Regions from separate parts of the Mus musculus genome. Here region 1 is linked to region 2. Evidence: chromatin contacts called from public HiCAR-type data. All regions are on one chromosome and are shown on one strand. The core of a region is the stretch at or near the end of the contact, and the rest is flanking DNA. Distances in the headings are between cores, read along the strand shown. Region 1 holds the start of Chdh (choline dehydrogenase). Region 2 holds the start of Arhgef3 (Rho guanine nucleotide exchange factor (GEF) 3).

Evidence for each region. HiCAR-type assays count read pairs that join an accessible place to other places.
Region 1: a HiCAR-type map of astrocytes shows a contact between it and region 2, with 3 times the contacts expected there. The contact joins the promoter of Chdh here to the promoter of Arhgef3 in region 2.

What each region holds. Positions count from the first base shown.
Region 1 is chr14:30,007,203-30,010,972 of GRCm38.p6, forward strand. It overlaps Chdh (choline dehydrogenase), which reads left to right and starts at 1,798. Exons shown (of 8, transcript NM_001136240.1): 1 at 1,798-2,031. Il17rb (interleukin 17 receptor B) reads right to left here and starts at 1,694. Exons shown (of 11, transcript NM_019583.3): 1 at 1,530-1,694. The coding sequence starts at 1,589.
Region 2 is chr14:27,334,091-27,338,270 of GRCm38.p6, forward strand. Arhgef3 (Rho guanine nucleotide exchange factor (GEF) 3) reads left to right here and starts at 1,947. Exons shown (of 10, transcript NM_001289687.1): 1 at 1,947-2,179. The coding sequence starts at 2,087.

The DNA.
Region 1 (3,770 bases), core at 548-3,047, 2.7 Mb after region 2:
TTAAAAGAAAAGAGCTAGTTTGATTGCACTTTCCAACTTGAGGGGAATTGAGCTGCCCCACTGTAGCTGTGATGGGCCCTGGCTTAGCCATTGGTACACCTGGTTTTCTGGCAGCTGCTCACCCCCTTGAAGACCAGGTAGGCCTCATGCATGCTTTCTTTCCCTGCCTCGGATTACTGAGGGCCACGGTGAGGCCACTTGTATCATCTAATGCTTAACTGTTGGTTTTCAGGACCATGTAATGTTTATTAATTTCTTCAAATTAAAGATTGGCTATGCAAAGAGGAGAAGAAAGCGGGGAGCAATGACTGCAGCCCGCAGGACACACACACACACACACACACAAGCTCATATCATACTTCTGAATGATCCAGAACTCAGCTGAGCTACTTAGAAATCCGTTGGGGACAGTGACCTCATCTTTCTAAAACAGCTTTCAAAAAAGTAAAACCCCCCTACTGTCTACGAAAGGCCAGTTACTAAACCCTTTGACGTTTCCATTAAAAGGGAAGAGTACTAGTTTGGAAATAGTATATTGAGCCTAAAACATTTATTTTAGTTGTCAGTAATCTTCAGTGGCAAGACACAATGTGACAAACCCAAAGGACTCTTAAGATCTCAGCTCTCTCATTTCCAAAACCTTGGTGAAGGCAGAAAGCAGAGGTTTTGATGGAGCAAATGGGGTTTGGATGATGTCATCCACTGTCCTTTGCTTTGTGACATTCTCTTATTAAGCAAATGAGCCACCTACTAGGAACCAAGTTCTACTTGAATGGGAGCAAGACAAGGTGTGTAGGAAAAGCCAGGTGAGGGCTCTACATTTTGCAGAGTTCATTCAATGTTCTTCACAGCTGCCCCCAGGACAGTTTTTTTCTCTTGCACAGAGACGGCAAGGGCTTCAGGACACCATAAATAAGCTGTGACTTTCCACAGTCACCAAGGATGCCTTCCAATGTGTGAAGAGAGCAGGGCTTGCATCTGAATGCCTTGTTGAGGATGCGCTTTTCCCTCCTAGAAAGATTCTTTCATTCATGGGGACTGGAGAAGAAAGGAAAGCTGCCTTCAGGAGTTAACATGGCCCTAGACAGAAAGGAAAAGCAAGCAAGCAAACTGATGCAGGCTGTCTGTTGACCCAAGAGGTGGGCAGCACAGATGTAAGCAGTACTGTCTTGTTTGTCATCATTAACCCAGGACAAGGCATACCTGTGTGAGTTGAGTACCACCCTTTTTCTTTTTGAGGAGAATACTACGACTCAAATGCCCAGGTGGCATCTGTGACAGTTCTAAACCTCATTCCCCTGGGAAGCAGTCTGACAACTGATACCTTCCAGGATGGCAATAGATGGGTGGTGTGAGTTCAAGACCCATCGCGGTTAGCTCAGGGGTGCAAACTGGCCCCTTTCTAAGGATGGTTCATGGACAATTCCTTGACAGTTGAGCTGGCAGGTTTTCAGGCGCTTGTCGCTTGTCAGGGTTCAGCTAAACGGATGGGAACCGAAAGGGTGCCCACAATGGAGGGGGATGCTTACCGGCTCTCGAGGCAGGGCGCTCCTGCACGATGCAGCCAAGATCAGCAACACTAGCAACATGGCCCGGCCACTGGCCACCGCCCACCACCACGCGGAGCTGGGGCCAGAGGTCCAGGGTCCTCTTATCCAGGCGCCCGCCGCAGTTCTCCGGGCTCCGCCTCCCACAGTACCGCCCTGCCCAAGCCGGCGCTGGCCTGGTCCCAAGACAGTAAAGTGGCCGCCTTGTCGCCCTCGGGGCTCGCGGGGGTAGGCGGGGTGCGAATGACTCAGGCCCGGGAGGACTGAAGCTCCAGCAGGCGCGGGGCGTGTCGAGCCCCGCGCACAGGTGTGTGCCGCAGGCCAGGTGGGGCGACCGCACCCGCGCCTGGAGCCAGACGGAGCAGCTCGCGGCACTCCCGGGACGCCAGTTAAAGAGCAGCGGGCGAGGATCAGCGGCCACTGCCTTCTCGGCTCTCCTGGCTCCTGTCCTTCGCGTCCTGGCCCAGGTGCGGAGTTGTCCCGGGTGAGTAGCTAGCTTTTCAGGTCCTAGGCTGGGTGAGGACCTGAAGCGGAGGGGCTCAAGCCACTGAAACCTTCTGGGTTTTGAGAGAACTAGCGACAGGAACTTAACAGTTACAAGGTAACAGTGATAGGAATCTCCACCCCTGGCCTCTCAGGCTTTCTGGTTAAGTGTACTCCTATAGAATGAGGCCTGGCGGTTACATCTGGGGTCCCGAAGCTGGTGTCTCAGCACTGTGGGTTCCGAGCTAAGGTTCTGACATTTGGCAGTGCTGCTTCTGCCTGAGTGAGATCTGCCCGACTCTCCACCACCTCTCGGACCTTAATTTTGGGAAGGTGGGCCAGGGACCATCCTTTTGAGATGAAATGGCTTGAGAGGGGGATAGCCCAGTATCATTTGGGGTTAGAGAAAGGGCTACAGAGCCTGGAATTCTGCTGCTTCAGCCCTTCCTATATCGTTAGCAGAGCTGGGCTCACCAGACACGTAGACAGTGGAATTGGAGAGAGCTTCAGGCACAAGTCCTGCTTCTCCCTGCTAAGAGGTTGGGTGGAGTCAAGTGGCTGTATTTGCTGAAGCCCGACTGGGATACAGACTAAATTCATCAGTGAGACAGACTTCAGGTGAAGATTCTGGTTTTGATTCACCTGGAGAAGGCTCCGTCCCTAGCCTCTGTTGGATTGCAAGGAATAGTTTCCTGAGAAACTTGTTCTGGTGCCTGACCAAGGAGATTGACAGAAGGGAGGTTGTAGCCCCACCCTCGCCTGGAACTGGGCCATCCTGGGCTCCCACTCAACCTCAGCGAGCCGTTCAGGCTCAGTGGTTCCTGGGAACAATAAGCTTTCATAGCAGCCTTTCTGACCGGTAAACCCTTGCCTGCTACCAGGGTGCAAAGGTGCATGCTCTTGGCATGGAGCTGAGCACTGTGACAGGAACATGCAAGGCCAGAGTACCTGCCCTGGTGGGAAGACAAAATGGAGACGGCCTTGTTTTCCAGCTTCTATCTGAGAACTTTGCCCTATGGGGCTGAGGAGCCAGGCAGATGTTTAGATAACAATCAGTTTCCAGTTTTGAAAAACAGCCCATGGGGCTGTGCAGAGCAAGTAGAGAGCACTCCCTCTCAGCTGAGCAAGTCACAGCCGATTGCCAACACGTGTTTACTCGGTGAGTAGCTGAGTGCCAGTCCCTGGGCTGCTCTGGCAGAACACAGCCTGCTGTAGTCAGCTCAAGGCAAAAGGCAAGGGGCTTTGGGACAGCAGGGATAGAGAGGTCAGGTCCAGGGACAAGTCAGCCATTTCTTGGCCCCTGAGACAGAAAGGCGGGCAGGAAAGTTCTTGATGTCACATGCACACAGAAACTGGAGCGACCTCTCCTGACCTTGGCAAGGGGAGGTGGGACAAACATAAGGAATTGGGTACTTGATTGGCTTGTTTTGAGAAATGGCTCAGGGCAGCTAGTTGGGTTTCTTATCCCGGAGAAGAATCTGGTGGCAAAGGAGAGAGGAAGAGTTGGGTGAAGGGGGTAGAAAGGGGTGGAAGATATGGGAGAATACTCAGGCAAGGATGCCAGGACAGCCTCCGAACACTGCCTGAGAAGTGCCACCAACCCACCTCCAAGGCCAGTGATGACAGGCTTAGAGAGGACACTGCCCTGTCTCTGGGTCAGGGGCATGTATCCCGTGGCCCATGTGCAGTGGAACAATATGCAAGCAAGGCCCTGCAGCTACAGACGGGGTTATAGCTGGG
Region 2 (4,180 bases), core at 697-3,196:
TGGAAATGGGGTTTCCTCTGCCTAACACTATCTTTGGCCAAGCTTACAGGTGTATGAGCAGTTCTCACATGCCCCTTCTCATTCCATGCCTCTTGCTGCAGCTTTCTTCTTGTTGCATACTTGGGAAGAAAACCGCAGGCGCTTTCTCCAGTCTCAATAGGAACCCACTCACTTCAGAGCCCTGTTTACACATACACTCCTTCTTGACTCCAGAGGCAGTCTGTCTGTCTGTCTGCTATCTAGTCAGGCAAGATAATGAGTGGGTTTAGTGCCAGAGTGTGGATTTGGTACCTGAGGTGGAAGATCTGCAGGTTAAGCAGTTTCCTGCCAGGAAAAGTAGGAACTGCTGGGTCCTGACCTCATCTGGAAGCAGGTCTATATTTCTTCATCACACTGCCTCCTTCACACCCCAGAAGCAAAACCAAGACTCAGTACCTCTCTGTAACAACACCCTCCGTATGCAGACCTTTCACGGGAGGAGAGAAAGATACTATAGCAAAGTTTAAGAAATGTTATTTGGAGGAAATGATAACTTAAAAAAAATGAATCTTTTTTTCCCAGGGTGATGTGAATATATTTTTCTTTTAAGATGTTGAAAATTGTTACTGTAACTGTAAAGCCTCTTTGTCCACTATTACTAACCTTTTCTATCCCAGATGTTTCTCCTCTGCCACCAGGGAGAGTGTAAGCTTGTCTCAGATTCTTCTAGACATTCAATGTTGTTGACCTCCAAGTATATCTTTATAGAGAATATCAAAAAAAAAAAAAAAAAGAAAAGAAAAGAAAAAAGAGAGAAAGAGAGAAAAAAGAAAGAAAGAACAAAAGAAAAGGACAGAAAAGAAAAGAAAAGAAAGAAAAACTCTTTTGTAGCTGTGTTTTGAACACAAACTGTGTACTGCTTTGTTCCGAATTGTTACACATTGGATACTAGGAATCGAACTCACAGCCTCACACTTGATAACTATTCTCCCAAAGCCCGGCATTCCCAGCCTTTTGCAATTATTTTCCAACTGAGGCCAACATAAAGGAACTCTTTCAGTTTCACACCCATAGACCCTTCTCCTCTCTGATCTCTATGGGGTGGTGTTCTATAATTAGAAAAGCTTACTTAAATACTCTTACTAAAGACTGTTACCATTGTTTTTAGGGTTTTGTTTGTTTTGTTTCGTTTTGTTTTTTGTTTGTTGTTGTTGTTGGGGTTTTGTGTGTGTGTGTGTGTGTGTGTGTGTGTGTTTGGTTTTTTTTTATAGGTTGGTCTGGGCTGCAGCAACGATCTTGTAATTACTTCTTGGGCATTTAAAACGTCAGTGTTTCCCCAGAAAAGATCCCCAAAAGCGTGGTCTTCGCTCTAAGCTGGAAACAGACTGAATCAGTCCAGCGTGGGTGTAGGCTGTAGGTGTAGGGGCCTGTGTGGTGGGGGAGGAGAGGGGATGGTTAGAGGGGACTCCGTTCCTTCCGTACTGCGTGGTGGAAAGTATTTGTCTCTCAGCTTTGGAGCTTGGTTTCACGGTGCTTTTTGAACTGCACTTAAAATGGGTGCATTTTACTGTTTGGACTGCTTTTACCTACTAAAGCTTATTTTTAGTAAAATGTATCCAGGACAGCCAGAGATGTAGAGAAACCCTGCACACGCAGGTTTCCTCCCCTAACCCCTCGGAAAGTGAGAGCCTGGCTTGGGACTTGCCCCCTGCTCTATCAGCGTTTGCCTAGGGTCCTGGTTTCCTTGCTACAAGCTATGTAGCGGTCTGGGGTCTGGCAGCTCCACGCAAGCGTCCCCTGAGGTCCCCAAAGTCTGCAGAACCGCCCCAGCCTCAGGAGGCGTCTGTAAGTTCGCACCTGGCGCTCCTTGGAGGGCGGGGTGGGCCTCTCTAGTCCCGCCTACCCGCCCTCCCTCAGTGGGCATGGCTTAAAGCGGCCCCGCCCTTCCCGGTGGAGCTTAGGCGTCAGGTCCACTCTGCAAGAAGCAGCTGTAGGTGTTCGCATCGCCGTCGCCTGCATCGTGGAGCTCGGGCCCTCTTTTACCCGGGATTTTTGTTGTCGCCTGAAATTAGCGGTGACATCTCAAAGGGCAGGCCCGGCAGCCGCCATGGTGGCCAAGGATTACCCCTTCTACCTCACTGTCAAGAGGGCAAACTGCAGCTTGGAGGCGCCCCTGGGCAGCGGGGTGGCCAAGGACGAGGTAGGACGCGCCCTCCACACACCTGCACCTCCGGGCTTCTCTGCCACCTCACCCTGTGTACCGCTCGCTTTCTCTCCGTCTCCCCCACGTGCTGCGCTTCTCCAGATCGCCCCTTCAAGTGTTCCCTCTCACGCCTTCTCTGTGGGTCCTCTATCGCTGCCCTGCTCCCTGAGCTCGGGAACCGCAGATCTTTGATGCTGCTTCTTTCCTTCCGAGCGACTGGCAGACCGAACCCCAGTCTCTGTCTAGAGCCTGCAAAGGCACCTACCTACCCGCTGCCCTGTTAGGAAGGCCCGGGTGTCGAGAGAGAGCCTCGTAAAGCAATGTCTCCCCGTCCCCGGCCGGGGTTAAGAGAGCTAAGTTCTTGGGGACCGGTTCAGACATTTCACCAGACACACTTGGTTTTGTAGCTGTTTGAGAGCAAGGGCGGGACAGGGCACCTTTACTTGTCACAAGTAACCAATAAAGGAGGTTGGGGGAAGGGTGTCGTTCATTTTGGGTCTGAGCTAAATGAGTAATTGAGGCTCTCCTTCATGACTGCTGAAAACGAGCTAAAACGTTGGTGAATGGGAAGCTGACTTGAAATGCTAGAAACAGTTCCCATTCTGGGAACTTGGGCGCGGGGAGAGGGGCAGTGCCCTTGGGTAATCCAGGGAGTCCTCTCAGTTTGGCTTTCTTAGGCTTTCCTCTCCCACCCCCATGTGTCCTGTCTCTGGCAAATTGCTGACTGCCCTTAGAAGTTGGTTAGGTTCAGTTGGGGGAGAAGACGATTCTCATTCTTTTTCAAGGTTTTAGAGAAGACAGTTAATTGTCTTATCAGACTCCAGTTTTGCTGTGGTGGAGTCCGTAGGACCAGCTCATCATGTCGTCTGTCTGTGTCTGTGTCTGTGTGTGTGTGTGTGTGTGTGTGTGTGTGTGTGTGTGTGTGTGTTCGTTCTCCACTTTCCTCTGCCTCACTCTGAGAGACTCGGGGTGGGCAGTGACGCTGGAGGCAGGTGTGTGTCCCGCCTTGTCACAGCACTGTTGATTCCACCTACACAACACATGTAGGTCTGCTTGGTGTGTGCCCTTGACGCTCTGAATTCTGTATAGGTGTGTTTTGGGGGTTGGTAGCATCAGAGATCCATTTCCTCCAACAAGATTGCCTCCCTTCAACAGGACTCCACCAGATTCTGGTTAGATCCTCCTTTTTGTTTGCTGAGCACAAGATAAGCCTCTGGCCTTTCCGTAGCTAGTTGAATATTTGTAGAGTTTGTAGTCTCAGCAGCTGTGGAAGTGTAGTGGGCTCTCATCTGTTTGGTACCGTCATGGAGTTCAGGTTGATAGAGCCTAGAATGGATATGAGTTTTCAGTAGCAATGGGACTGGTGGCTTCTCCAACTCCTGGGAGGAGATAAAGCATACCTGGTTTGGTTAATACATTAAAGTGGGCCAGAGAAGATAAGAGTGAAAATCGCTGGGAATTCTGACCAGGCTTTTTTTTTTTTTTTCATCTTTTTGTCTTGAGTTTTGGGGTCCTGTGGTAAAGGCTTGAGTGAACCTGTCTGCTTATTCCTTCTTCCCTTGTTAGTCATAGTCTGTAGATATATATGTGCTGTAGCATTTCAGGAACAGTTATGCTAATTTTCCTCACTACTAATAGGATCCACAAAATAAAGTATATCTTATTTTCCCTTTGTGGGGATGTAATTATGTAAAAACAAGGATGGGAGGTGAGTGCTTTTGGGGAATATTGGTATTTTTCAGGGATCACCATTGAGTTTTATTAATATAATTGTCTTTACCATAATCAAAGTACACTTTACACAACTTGATGGCTCCGACTTTGTTGGTCAGCTATAAATCACTTCCCAATAATGAAGATAGGCTAGATTGGAAAAAGAAACTTAAGTGGGTTTCAGGGCAAGTTTCATTAGCACAAAAGGCGACTGAACAGAAATATATATTTTCTGCCGGTAGGTGTCGCCAGTATTTATAAATGTCTAACAGCAACAACCAAAAA